Regions from separate parts of the Mus musculus genome. Here region 2 is linked to region 1. A link is a contact called in public Hi-C data. All regions are on one chromosome and are shown on one strand. Each heading gives the region's core, a stretch centred on a gene start, on an enhancer-like site or on the middle of the called end of the contact. The rest is flanking DNA. Distances are from core to core; before and after follow the strand shown. Region 1 holds the start of Frem1 (Fras1 related extracellular matrix protein 1). Region 2 has its middle 41 kb from the start of Gm46887.

Evidence for each region. Hi-C and Micro-C count contacts between places; a contact is called where the count stands out from the background.
Region 2: a Hi-C map of uterus shows a contact between it and region 1, with 2.0 times the contacts expected there. The contact joins the enhancer-like site here to the promoter of Frem1 in region 1. A contact is called at or near these places in 3 of 39 promoter capture datasets (cranial neural crest, embryonic stem cells and maxillary cranial neural crest), 3 of 484 Hi-C or Micro-C datasets (nephron progenitors and uterus), 1 of 115 datasets of contacts at active chromatin or transcription factors (craniofacial prominence) and 1 of 9 other capture datasets (adipose tissue).

What each region holds. Positions count from the first base shown.
Region 1 is chr4:83,047,414-83,054,666 of GRCm38.p6, reverse strand. Frem1 (Fras1 related extracellular matrix protein 1) reads left to right here and starts at 2,501. Exons shown (of 37, transcript NM_001198811.2): 1 at 2,501-2,766.
Region 2 is chr4:83,141,900-83,148,768 of GRCm38.p6, reverse strand. No RefSeq gene overlaps it. Among named protein-coding and RNA genes, the nearest start is that of Gm46887, 41 kb to the left of the region's middle. Within about 2 kb of position 2,893, at least 17 of the 459 cell types and tissues checked have an H3K27ac peak or open chromatin away from gene starts, as enhancers often do. A contact at or near this core is called in nephron progenitors, where this site is marked.

The sequences.
Region 1 (7,253 bases), core at 1,252-3,751:
TGATAGGCCACTCTCCTGTAAGGGACAGTTTATATATAGTCTTCTAGCCAAGGGTAGAAATAAAGTGTATTTGTTCTGACATTAAGTTAGCAGCTCCTCTTTGAGAGTAAGGAACTCTGTTTCTTTGGCTGTTTTAGTAAACATCTGGGTTTTGCATTTTAACTTGTTCAAAGAATACCAACTGATTAATATAGATGATGCTTTCTTTTCTGCAGGCCCCTATTCTTTTGTGGATGATATAAGAGAATTATTTAGATAAATAGTACTTCAGATTCCAGAATGTTTTAACCATCTCTACTGTCTGTTCTAGGCTACAGCAAGCCTGACTTGTGTAATTAGCTTTGCAAGGACTACTTTTACAGCAGGAGCCTTGATGATATATGCGATCTATGTTTGTTTTTTTACCTTAGGATACTAAAGGACTTTCCTCATGGAAATTTTAGGAAGTATTTGTGTTTCTAGGCTAATCCACAAGTCCTGTTTGGCCCCAGTGTTAGGAAAAGCACACACATACAAGCACATACAGGATAGCTACCCCTCCCCCCGCCCCCAAGTGGGTTCTGCATCTCAACCATTAGCATCTAAACCGGTCTTCATTTCTTCTGGTGGTGAGCTCTTCACAACCTGGAAACTTTCCAAGAGTAACCTGCCATGCTCCTTCTCCATCACCACGGTGGCCTGCCTTCCTGCCCTTTCCGTGAGCATACGTGTGCTACCTTGTTTCTGTGCTTGCATTTTTTCATGTTTATTATCTTGCATTTGTTTTTGTATTTATGTTTATTACAGTGTATTTGTCGTGGTATTTTGCATTGTTTTGTATTTGTTCATGTTTATTACCATGTTTTTGTATTGTATTTGTGTTTATTACCTTGTATTTGTATTTTTTTTTTGTATTGTGTTTAGGTATATTGCTTTGATTTTGTTTTTGTCTTGTTTTTGTTTACTACTTTGTATTTGTATTTCATATTAGATTTGTTTATATTTATTACCTTGTATTTGCTTTTGCATTGTACTTGTGTCTGTTCATAGCGCTAACCTTATGGCTTTCTTCTTCTTTTTTTTTTTTTCTGAGACAGGGTTTCTCTGTGTAGCCCTGGCTGTCCTGGTACTCACTGTAGACCAGGCTGGCCTCAAACTCAGAAATTCGCCTGCCTCTGCCTCCCGAGTGCTGGGATTAAAGGCCTGTGCCTGGCTAGCGCTCATTATAAGGAGCCTGCTTACTCCTCAAGTTCTCCCCACCCACACTCACCGCACTGCAGTGGAAGCAAAGGCGTCTTGAAGGATCTCAGCGACTTCCTGCCAAGTGTGCGCTGCACCTGCGTTAAGGAAGTCTCTACAAAGCATGGTTTACAAAGCAAAAGAATTGCTAAATTTTAAAATTCTTTTCCTCTTTATTGGCCTTCCCTATCCCTCCCTTGCCCTTCTGCTCTGTAATTTCCTCCTTCTTTTCTACCCTGCTTCCCAACTTGGGAAGACTGGTAGTGTTGTCAGAACATCCATGTGGAATTGGACCGATCTATTCTGTCATAATAAACAGCGCGGTTCATGATTGCCTTGTGGATCATATATCTCATGTGCCTCGTGTCCGTTCTTTCCCATACCCTCTCTTGTCTCCCTACCCCCATCCTCAAACCACCCCTTGTGTTGAGTCTTTTGGGTTTGCATTCCCCTGCGCTTTGGGCTAAGTTTTCAACAAGTCTCCTCATGCTGTTTCCCCTAGCGAGGTCCTGCTCCAACTTCTCAAGGATGGCTGCTTGAGACTGCTTTTCCTTCTGGTAGAAATAAAATAGAGGGAAGCAGTATCTTATACAGTTGTTAAGCAACTAGCCAAAAGAATCATTATCAAGAGGGTATCTCTTGATGCAGACCTGAACTGACAGACAGATGAAATACTTCATAAATGAAGAGCTAAGTGGTTTCTATTACAAGTTAGACTCGTAGAGTCTAGATTCATTCTTGCGTCTTTTCCTTTAAAGAGTATGAGAAAAGTTCAAGAGGGCCAGCCCCCTCCCCCACCCCTTCTCAAAGCTGAGTGTGACCTCTGAATGTGAATATGGACCTTTTGGAGCTGGGGCCGCTTCCATGAAAAAAGGGCGCAAGGAAAGGTGTGTTTGCAGAGTCGGTGTGTGTACGTGTTCGTGCAGCAAGAGGCTTTGTGCACGGGTGTCAGAGTGAATCCCTGCCTCTGTGTGTGTGTGTGTGTGTGTGTGTGTGTGTGTGTGTGTGTGTGTGTGTGTGCTGCTGTCGGGAGAGACTGCCTCAGCTCAGCCAGTGTTAATACTGAGGAAGGAAGCTGGGAAGAAAGCACCCGACCTATTAACAAAGGCTCAGTTTTGTCCCCGCTGACCAACCAGCAGAAGGGATGGGAGCTGAGGCTCCCCGCCAGGGAGGTCGGGCTCCCTGCAAACAGTTGCAGGCATCCTTGCCACGCCTTCCTTAACACGCCCTTCTCTGGGGGAGTCCAGAAACTTGGCACTGGGGAAGTTAAGTTTTCAGCGCCACAGCGGCATTGGAGGAGACCTGCAAACAGTGTGTTTGGGAACTCCAATTCTCTACCTATTTGTTTGTGCGGGTTAAAGGATTTTTAGCACAAACAAAGCCTAAACTCAGCTGACTAGAACGACTGGAATTTCAGCTCTCCTCCTTGGATGGGATGTTTTAGCTTCCTCTTCCTCTGACAACTCTTTAAGGCTGTTACCAGGTTAGCATCCAGCCCTCTACTTCCAAGGGTGGCCAGCCCTTGGCTCGGAAAGAAAACCAGGAACTGTAAGTACCTGCTTCCCGCGGTTGTTGGCTCTCAGCTGTGAAGGCTCTGTTAGCAAAGTGTCCCAGAGGTGGGCAGCTGTGAGCGGCAGTGAGAGAAGGCTGCCTGGCAGCTTGCAAAACTTTAAATCTGTTAACTCAGAAGGCCGGCGCTTGCATGTTACCAAACCAAATACCAGGGATGGAATTGGCCTCCCTGCCTCCACATAACTTCTGATTCCACCCGCAGGGGCACTCATCAAGGGAATAACCGCTTTACATTTCTGTGAAAATTTCCCTGAAGTTAGAATATTTATTTTCTCTTAGCTAAAGGAAATGGCAAAAAGAGAAGAGGTAAAATTAACAGGACAGATAATATCCCGAGGGTCTAAAGATCTAGAGCATGGGTGGTCTCTGGGAACCTTTGCAGGGCCTAATTACATTCGCTGTTTTAAAGTGTGAGCCTTGGTTTGTAGCGAGGAAAGGCAAAGAGTCATTGTTCTGAGGTTCGCTTGGTGTTTAGGCTGAGCTGTGGTCCAGAGGCTTCAGTGTTGCAGTAAGTAAATAATTGGGGGGCAGTTTCCTTTCGGGTCACAGAAATCGCTCTCAAGCCATTTAGCTTTAGTTTCTGGGTTCTGTTTTGTTTTGTTTACTCTAGCATTCGGTGCTGATGAATGATGGACGTTACACAGCTTAGAGCATCTCCAGGGCTAGTTAGTGTTTGTGGGTGGGAGGGAATGTTGCTGGAGAGATTAACCTTTTCAGGGCTGCTTTGCAGACCCAAGGGGAGACCCAGCTGCTCCTCAAGCTTCGGCTCTGCAAGATCACGACCTTCCTGGATCTTCCAAAGCTTGAGAAGTTTCCTGTTAGCATCTCCGTGTGCCTGTCCACGGGATAAAAGGACTTACTCTTCATTCTGGATCCTCAAAACTTAATGAAGATAGGATCTAGGCTAGTTGGGTCATTCGTCTGCAGGAGGATCACAAGTTCAAGGCTAGCTTGGGGAACATAGATAGCAACACTTTCTTAGGAGGAGAGAGAGAGAGAGAGAGAGAGAGAGAGAGAGAGAGAGAGAGAGAGAGAGAGAGGCTGACTTCTTTGAAACTTGGTGAGAAGACAGATTTTTAACTGCTACCATCAAAGGTTTTTAGACTCAATATGGGGCCAGGAATCTCCTCTGGTCAGGTCAATCTGATATAGGTGACACAGCACTTGAGTCAGCATTCTGCATACTGTTCCCGGCAGTTAAGTTCTTGTCAGGCACTTGGTTAATATCAGACTTCATGTCCAAGTACTAAGCCTGAGCTTAAGCTGATGCTGAACAGGCCTTGGGTGCAACCTAAACTTGCGTTCTTGCCTGTCAAGCCCGGGCTTTCTAACCAGATTTCTCACCTCCTTTCCCCTTGGTCTACCTCTCCGTTGCCATGAGTGAAGTGATTTGTGTGTGGGTCATGGGATACCACATTCTTAGGTGTTGGGCTGTACAGCCTGCCTGCAGCCTCACAGCTAAGCTAGGGTGGTCTTGGAAACTTTCCTTCTGGGGGTGCTATTCACCCCCTGGGGATGCTGTGATACTGTGAGGCTGTGACGCAAGCTGGGCTGAAGGAAGCTGGGTTTCTTGGAAGAGTGCTGGAGCCTATTCCTAGAAACTGAGTTTGTCTTAGGCCAACTCTCAGTGACTGAACATGAAGTGGCATGCTGCAGCCTTCATGTGACAACATATGAAAGCCAGCATAGCCTCCAACCCTATCCCTGCATTTTATGGCATTTATTAATGTTTATGGTAGAAAGTAAGCAGGGTGTGCTTACCAAGGCCCCTTTCCTGTTCGCTCCTCATGCCAGGCATAGCGCCTGCTCTGAAGCATTCCAAAATGAACAACATAAATGGCATGGTCATTGTCCTTGTCCACACAACGTTTCCAGTCTGAGCCTTAGACTAGCCACCTGAGTGCCCCAAACCTTCCTTCCTCTGTTAATAAAAGGAGGTAGGTCCACTGAGTTTTCTCCTTTCTCTTCCACACTGGGGTCAAAAGCCAACCCTACTTACAAGCTGTACACCCACCGCCAAGTCTGGATATTGTTCTAACATTAATTGACTCTGACTTCTAGATGAAGGCATGAAGTATGAAATCAGTTTGTGGGGTAGGCATGAAGATTTATTTCAGCACTTTTCTTTAAAAATCTTAAAGTTTTTATTTAAAGTTGCATCTAAATTTTATTTAAATTGTATCTCCTAAATTTTACTCTCACAAAGACCAAGGTCACTCGTGTGTATTGAGTTAGACAAATGCCACCATATCAGAGCACACATCCACTCCCTTCCAGGGGATCAAGTATCTCCCTAGAAAGGCTGTCTTTCTGAGCCAGGTCACGCAGGAGGGCACTCTCTTATCTTGTCTGAATCTGATGTAGCTCCCTCTTTCCAGAGCTGGGTGGTCTGAACAGGGCTTGTGACTTCCATGGCACACAGCTTGCAACCTGACCCTTCCATTCGAGTGACTCCATGGCTTTTGTGCAACTTGGTGAGAGACTCAAACAGAGGCCTTTGAGGTGCTGGTATGTGTGTGTGTGTGTGTGTGTGTGTGTGTGTGTGTGTGTGTATGTGTGTGTGTGTGTGTGTGTGTGTGTGTGTGTGTGTGTGTGTAGGCGACTAAAAGCAAACAAAACCCTCAGTCCCAGATGGAATCTCGGTTGTCTATATTTTGTCTGTGATGTGCCTCCTTTTACCTCTGCAACTGCAGCACTATTTCAAAGGGCTTTAAGACCTGCCCATCAAGATAGGAGAGAGCTGGGCACTAGACTACTGACTTCAGGCTGAGGACTGGGATTTTGCAAAGTAAGCACACACCTAACACAACATTCCTGCCCCTTGTTCGTAAGTTTTTGCAGAAGGCAAACATAGTTGGCCATTTCATTTTTTTGTTTTTTCCTTTAGGCTTGTAAGTTTTCATAGGGTTGGTGATATTTGGGAATGTGCATTAAAAGATCCATAGCAACGCTTCTTTTGGGCATCATCCTAAGGCTGCTCAGGTTGCATGCCATTTGCAATCCCAGCTTTATTCTCCTGCCTGGCCCCTAGAGACAGGGAGTAGATAAGCACTCTAGGGCTAACACTGGGCCAGCACCCTGGGGCTCAGCTCTGCTTTCTCTCAAGCATTATCTGCTGCTCAGTGCTTACTGATGCTGTGCTGTCTTCATTTAAAATAAGGAATCACACCTCTCTCTCCTGAGACCCACACCCTGGCATCTCATCGCAGGGTCTGCCTTCCTCTTTAGCACAGTTCTTCTGTTTGTCAGCAATAGGTCAGTAGCATTGTAAAATGAGGAGACTTCAGAAGTTTTGGCTCAAATGTGGAAAAGCTGTTGAACATGCACTGTTTCCTGTCAGAGCCCAGAAGCCTGGTTTGTCTTTCCTGTGAAAATAAGGGCCCTACTTCCTGAACAGTGCAATGGCAATGTTTTCATTCTGTCTTATGTATCTATGATAACATGGTAGATGTTTCTGCTTCATTCTATAAACCAAAAGCTAACACGGATACAACAGCCATCCCAACCTGTTACATGTAATTTGCAACCCAGGCTACAATGACATTTTAGTCAAGCCAGCCTGGAGAGTAGAATAAACTGAGGGCATTAACTCTTAACTTGCTGGACATTTGTACATGGTACATGGCATGCCCGTTTTCAGTGATGAATTCTTTGAGAGAGGGATCATACAGGTGTGAAGAAGGCTGGAAAGAAGCAAAACTGTGGCACATTGCATAACACAGTGGAAAACATGATGTCAGTTTCTTCAGATCCCCCCAGAAAGGAAGAGCAGACACTAGTCCACCACTGCACTGGGTACTGTCTCTGTCTGACAGCCTGGTTCTTTCTTGATTCTTCTCATGGTTTGAGTTGCCCGAAACAGGTCCATGAACGAATAAGACTGAAAGATATTGATATTGAAGATTAAAGGTAGTGGGACCTTCACAAAGACATCATTGTGACTCTTTTGGATTCCAGAATTCGAGAAGCGTATTACTAGTTTCTGAAAAATGTATAAGGGGATGAATAATTTTGTTACTTTGCATTTTGCTTTGTTGTAGCAACTGCTTCCATATCAGGGATACGAGATTGATTGAGAATTTGAAACTCTGGATTTACAGCTTCTTAAGTCTGAACTCTGAGTAAATGGAAAGACAAAGCCATTGAGCATGGTCTCCCTCCTCCCCTCCCCCACTGACACTGGTTTTCACAGCTCGGATGCTTCTAGGGGGTCATTTATGCAACTAATACTTGTTGAGTTTCTCTGTACAACACCCAGTGCCAGCCTTGGAAAAACTGAAGCGAGCAGATGAGTCCCGGCTTTTATCTTGAAGATGCTTGCAGGCCAGGGGAGAAGAGGGAAACTTTTAAAAACGTTTCCATAGTGATGAAAAGCCTGTAGTGGTGTTGCTGAATTCCACATGAGCAGGTAAACCTGCTCCTGAAGAGCGAGACCTGGGAGGAACCAGCAGGGTTAGCCAGTG
Region 2 (6,869 bases), core at 1,644-4,143, 94 kb before region 1:
ATTTTGTTGCTACTTTATAACTGTAATTTTGCTATTTTTATGAATTATAACGTAATATCTGATATGCAGGATATCTGAATGTGTCCCCAAGGAAGTTGAGACCCATAGATTGAGAACCACTACTCTACATGAGAACTTCAATACAGATTAAAATCGACAATGATCCTGTTGATGTATCTAAAACATCATTTCATATACTTCCAAGAATAAGCCATAGTTGAATGAAATTATTTATTACTAAAAACCAAATATATAAGCAAAAAGGGGAATAAAGGATTAATTTATACTTTATTTTAGTTTTTAAGATTTATTTATTTTATTTATTGAGTACACTGTATCTGTCTTCAGACACACCAGAAGAGGGCATCGGATTCCATTACAGTTGATTGTGAGCTGCCATGTGGTTGCTAGGAGTTGAACTCAGGACCTCTGGAAGAGTAGTCATTTCGCTAGTCTCTAACTTATACTTTAAATCTTAAAAATTATTTCCCCAAATTTTACCCTGACACCTACAGAAACACACCAGATGAAAGAGGACATTTAACCCAAACTCGTGGTTTTGTATAAATTCTCTCGAAGGCCTGGTGACTCGGTCATGTTCTTTCATATCTTGGAGCCCAGGCTCTGCATCTGTGTTTTCTCCCACAGGCTTTGTCTGGATTCCAACAGGATTTGTGAAGCCACACCGTGAACTGGCACCAGAAGGTGTCAACCTGGTAACCAAAGAGGGCACTTTCCTGAATTTCAACAACATGGAAACAGCATGCCACTTCTAACCTCACTCCATTCGCCAGCCTTGCCATTACACTGTGGTCTTTGTCTCCTGACTTTAATTCTTTGATAAACAAGTTCTTGCCTGTTAACCAGACTCATCTATGGCGTAGAGGATCTGCTTCCGAACAACTTAATTATGCCCTGGCACGTAAGTACAAAAAGATTGATGGAGACGATTATTGCAGCTACCATAGCTGCCCTGGTTGTCACTGTCACTGCAGCAATGGCCTTGACTATCCAAACTACAACAACTGTAAATTCCTATTTTCAAAATGCACACCACACAATGGTGTTTAATAATGAATGGGCCAACACTTCTAATTGGTCTTCGGATTAAATCTTAAAATGTGGCCTTTTATAGAATTAGGGATTCTGTTTGTCTGCCTCCCCATCACAGTCCTATTGTGCCTTTGCCAACACTTGAAAGGAACCATCCAGAACGAGCTGATACTGACTCAGGCTACCCCTACAGTCCACCATGCCTTGAGCAGCTCTTCAACAGTGAGCACGTCTGTTGGCAATCAGGCACATCCATGGACAGCTAGAAGTGACTTCACAACAATTAAGCATCTTTACAGTCAGCTCTCCAGGGTCCCAGCAACAAAACACGCCACCCCTAGCGGCCCAAGAAGCAACAGGGTTGCTCTTATGTCTGTCCCTTTGCACTCGTGCCATGGCCCCTGTTTCATGTCCCTTTGCGCATGCACCACGGGCCCAATAAAACCTCAGTCTCCCTGCCCTCTCTCTCTTCTTTCCTCTCTTTCCCAGAGGCTGACTCGATTTTTTCTTCCCACTAAACCTCCCACGCGAGACCTGCTGTATGATGTGATTTTGTTGGGATCCGCAGCATAGTTCTAGCAACATGTTTTTCCTTTAATAAAACAAACAAACAAAAAAAAACCAAAAAACCAGGGAGGAACTGTGGCAATGAATCATTACGAAAATATCTCTGACATTCTAAGAGATTGGGACTTTTGCTGTACTTCTAATGTTAATACCACTTGAAGTCACATAGGACTTAGGGTTATTACCCTACGCTGTATCCAGTCTGTTTGTTTAACCCACCATAAAGAGGACTATGTAATAACTGTCCTTATTTGCCTTGAAGTTCCCATGTAAATCAACTTTTATGACCTCAGATAATGCATAACTGTAATATTAAGTCATGTGCTCATCCATGTCTGTGACCCAGAACAATATGTGCGTCATGTGATAAAAGCAAGAAATACAGAGGTTGAAAGCAGTCTCCTAAAATAAATGTTCACCCATTGAAAATAGCAACTTTTGAATATTGACTGATAAAAAATGATGCTTGTAATACTGTTAACTGGGTCAGTTGGGATAAGGTGTTGCTAATCCCTTGTAAGACTCTCTCTGTTAAGAAGTTCTGTGTGACGAATCCCATTCCTTCCTCATCGGATACTTTCTAGGTTGTTCAATAAGCACAAGTGAAGCCCTTTGTTAGGGAGTCTGTGAGGCGTCTACCTCACAGGAACAGATTCATAAGACAGCCATCAAACAGGCACATATTCAGACACAAGTATCAGATACACAGAATAAAAGACAGTGGAGCATGAATGCAAACACACACACACATACACACAGAGGAATATATGTACATAGACATACAAACAAACAAAAGAGAAGTACAAAATATTTTCTCTTTATTTTCATGAGAATCCCCCTTAGCTGCTTTGAACAACTCCACTGCTGTGGAAAGTGTTGAAGTTCTTCAATGACTGACTTTGCCTATGGCCCCCTCCCATGAACTCAGCCCAGTTTCTCAGGGTATGGGGCCAGGCTCCACAATGTGCCTGTGGGCCATTGATAATAATGTCTCCACAGCATGGCCAACAAGGCGCTTCCTCTTATGTTCCCATGTTGTGCTGTTGACATTCTGTGCATGTGTTTATGGTTCACACACAGGCTTGCCTTCCAGCTGGAAAGACTCTCCTTTCATCTCCGATGTTGCTTAAAGGAAATGCTCGACTTATCTCCAAGAATGGGAGGGTGGGTGGGAGGGAGGAGTTTGTTTGCTCACATCTTCAAACACACTGTGTTTTGGGGATGCCGGCGGGACTGTTTTAATTTGCTCCTCACAAAGGCAGACTCCTGTTGCTTTTCCTGAGATCCGGAGGGAAGAGTGTTTGTCTTTAATGTCAGGCAGGGATATAGTGCAGCTGTGTTTATGGTGGGAGGCACCTGTAATTTATCCTCTAACACAACGGTTTAGAAAGATTAGCAGTGTCCCCGATCCCCCACCCCCACCCCAGTCCAGATCTGTACAGGTTCTCTTTTCCCCCTTTGCTTTAAAGGTTCAACTCCTCCAAACTATTGAAGCATCAGGAAAGTGGTTGGAAAAAATAGTATATTTACCTGGAATCCCTACAAATGCTACGTCAGAATGTGAACATATACTAAATTCAACATAAAAAGCTTGGATAAATAAGGAAACCTGAAGCTACCCTGTTGTCTAAATGCTGGCTGGCAGGGCAGGCGAGTCGTAGGTTTGTGGGATCTGGTCATGGCCTGCATATTCCTGCCCCCTTATTCTTTCATTCTCTTGGTGTTTTTCTACAGTGAATCATGCTAAAGATATTATCATGGAAAGAAAAAAAAGGCTTCTAAGGACATTAGGGTATGAGGTTAGTTAAAACCACTTGGGCTTGGGGTTGAAGTAGGAGCATAGTGTGTGGACTGGCATGGACACTCTTTCTCTTCTCTGGAGTTTAGAAATGCTGAGACAGCCGGATGGAAGAACCATTTCCTGGCATGGTGGAAGTCCTGAGTTTAATTCCAAATGCTTAGAAAACAAAGATGAAAAAGCAAAACATCACCACCACCACCGCCGCCACCACACATACCTAACTAAGCACAAGAACAAACAACAGTAACTACAAAACTAAGTTTTACTATTAAAACTAAATAAGTAGTTTTTCTTTATTTCATGGAATCTAATGGAATGCTAAGGGTTTTCTTATAATTACCAGCAGATGGATCCCTTCTCTGTCTCTTAAGAGGAAACGTCGCTTGCCGGTCCGCGGCTATGAGAAATCAGGGCCCTTTGTTATCAGTAGGAACCTTTCTCTAAAAGTTAAGTTTACATCAAAAAGTTTTCTAGCATCTTAAAAAAAAAAGTCAAGGCGTAGCACCATCTATCCATTAATGCAAAGGAGATTTGTTATGTTCTTACTGTGTGGGGACCTTGTATAAAAAAGCTGAAGACGGCAGTAAGAGCTACGTGGATACAAATATATTTAATAGAAATTTAGTGTTTTCATGGGCACACGGATGGAACTGACGACAGACATCGAGGACTGCACCACATTCCTTCATGAGATCTGGATTTTGTGTGCCTGTGAGATTTCTTCTGTAGCTCTGGAGACTTTCTAGGAAAAGCAAAAGAATCTGTTCTTACTCATTTACTTTTTCAGGCTTTTACTCACATATGCTAATTATGATAATAATGGGTTTCACTGTAGCATTTTATACATGCATGTAACTGAGTTTTCTCATATTTACCTCTGTTACCCTCTTGTCCCCTTCTGGCCCCCACTGGTTCCCTTTCTCTTCCTCCTCCTCTTCCTCCTCTTCTTCCTCTTCCTCCTTCTCTTCTTCTTCTGGACATTTCATTTATTTACATTTCAAATGTTTTTTAATCCCCTTTCTCTTCTAAGCTAGGCTCCTCTCTATTTTCCCTCCCTCCCCTCTCTTCCCCTCCCCTCCCCTCTCCTCCCCTCCCTCCCTCCCTCCCTCCCTTCCTTCCTTCCTTCCTTCCTTCCTTCCTTTGTGCCATGTTTTATTAGTTTTCTTATAAGGTCTTGGGTGAGGGAGTATTTACAGGACTGCTTCCCCCAGGTGACCCAGTACCTGCCTGAGGATGATATTGTGAGTCCTTCCTTCCTCCTTCCCATGGCAACATGTTGACAAGCCCCATCTTGTGCAGTAAGCCAGTAAGCACGTGCCAGTAAGCAAATCCACTGTGAGGTCAAGACTAAAGGGCATTGCTGTGCTTTAAAGAGAGACAGCGGTCCTCCTCACTCCATCCTTTCCTCCAGTCTTTCTGCCTCCTCCTCCTCCACGATGCTCTCTGAGGCTCAGCAGATATGATACTGGTATCCTGCTTATGGCTGAGTATGCAGTAGTTCATTATTGTCGCCCCTTGGACTGTGAGTCTCTGCAGTTGGCATTACCTATTGTTAAAGGGAACCTCTCTGAGCCATGTCAGCAACAATCTATGCACATAAATATCAGGAGGCAATCTGATAGACCCACTATGTCCATTTAGTGAGGCTCCGGCATTAGCATCCTCATGATGGACTCTGACTTCTCCAGCCACTGACTTGTGATCAGGTTTATAGTACTCCCGTCTAGACCTCAGATCCAACCAGAAAGTGATTGGTTACATCAGTGAGTACTTCTTGCCTGGCTGGTTGGTAGTTTAGCATGTACGGTTCACAGCTTTAAGATGTTTGATGGCAGTTCTTCCCAGCAACATGCATGGCACACTCATGCAGTATGCAAGCTAGTCAACAAGGGAGAGTTTCCTCCCCATTCCTGCTTGCTCCTCCTGCTTCTGACCACAGCAATGCAAATCTCTTCTCCAAGCTCTTCTAAGTTTTGAGTAGTGGTCAGATTGAGAATTTCTCTATTCATTGATTGGGAAATTGACAGATCCACTGTCAGATCTCTGTGAACAATAGTTGATCATTTACATTTCTCTAGCTTTCTAGGTTCCAGTTGTGAGCCTAGCCTTTAATGGCTGAGCCATCTCTCCAGCCCACTTTCTAGGTTCTGTAAGTTCTGTCTGTCTGTATTCTAAACTTATTACAAAGTACATTTGCTAGTGATAAAATAATATTCTCCCCTTATCATTTTTTTCTAGGACAGTAACTCCAAGATTTCTCACAGAAAAGCACAGGATTCTCTAAGTTATTGTTGGTATTGGTTAATGCGTGGATTTCAGGGAGTGTTTCCTTGGACTATCCCTCTACTTCATGTTGAAGTACTTTGTCACACTATTTGGAGGGCTGTGCACATTGCTTGCTTTAAAATAACCTCCAGGGGCAAGGCTGGAGAAATGGCTTGGTGGCTAAGAGCATGGACTGCTCTTGTACAGGATCTGAGTTTGGCTCCCAGCATCCATGTTGCACTGTTCACAGTCATCTCTCCTCCATGCTCCAGGGGCAATCGAAAGCCTGCAGCTTCCTCAGGCATCAGCATTCTTGTGTTCCTATCCATCCATCCATACACAGATGCAGATGCACATGCAGATGCACACACACACAAACACACACAAATAAAAAATATAAAGAAAAAATTTTTTAGTATTCTAAAGGTAGAGAATGTGTATTTAATGGAAAAAATTTAGGATAAATTTTGTTTCTTATTTTATTATTAGAATGTGAGTAATTTTCTTTTTTTTTTTTTTTTTAAGATTTATTTATTTATTATATGTAAGTACACTGTAGCTGTCTTCAGACACTCCAGAAGAGGGCGTCAGATCTCGTTACGGATGGTTGTGAGCCACCATGTGGTTGCTGGGATTTGAACTCCTGACCTTCGGGAGAGCAGTCGGGTGCTCTTACCCACTGAGCCATCTCACCAGCCCTAATTTTCTTTTTTTATCCTTTCAATTTGTTGTTCTTATTGTGTGTGCATATGGTGTGTGTGCGTGTGTGCGTGTCATGAGTGAGCATGACAGAGCATGTGTGGAGGTCAGAAAGACAGCTTTCAGGAGGCATGACCCTCTTTCCACTGTGGGATATTGGGACTGAACTCATGTTGTTAGGTTTCCACCTACTGAGCCTTCTTGTTGGTCCAGAGCTTCATACCTTCTAATGATTTTCAGTGTGAGACTTAAACATTTTCAGATTAGATTAAAGTGAACCACATGGTTATTGGCTCAGTAAAGCATCCAAAAATTGCAAAGTCAGTTCCATTTATGACTCTTTGGAACATCTTAAAATAATAAAAAGTGATTAAAAAGTGAACGAGGCCACAGAGTGACGTGTTGACACTTAACAGATGGGGAACAGCTACCAGAAGGAGAAACTCGAGGGTCAACTGGAGCACATCTGCTCTCCCTACTGGGA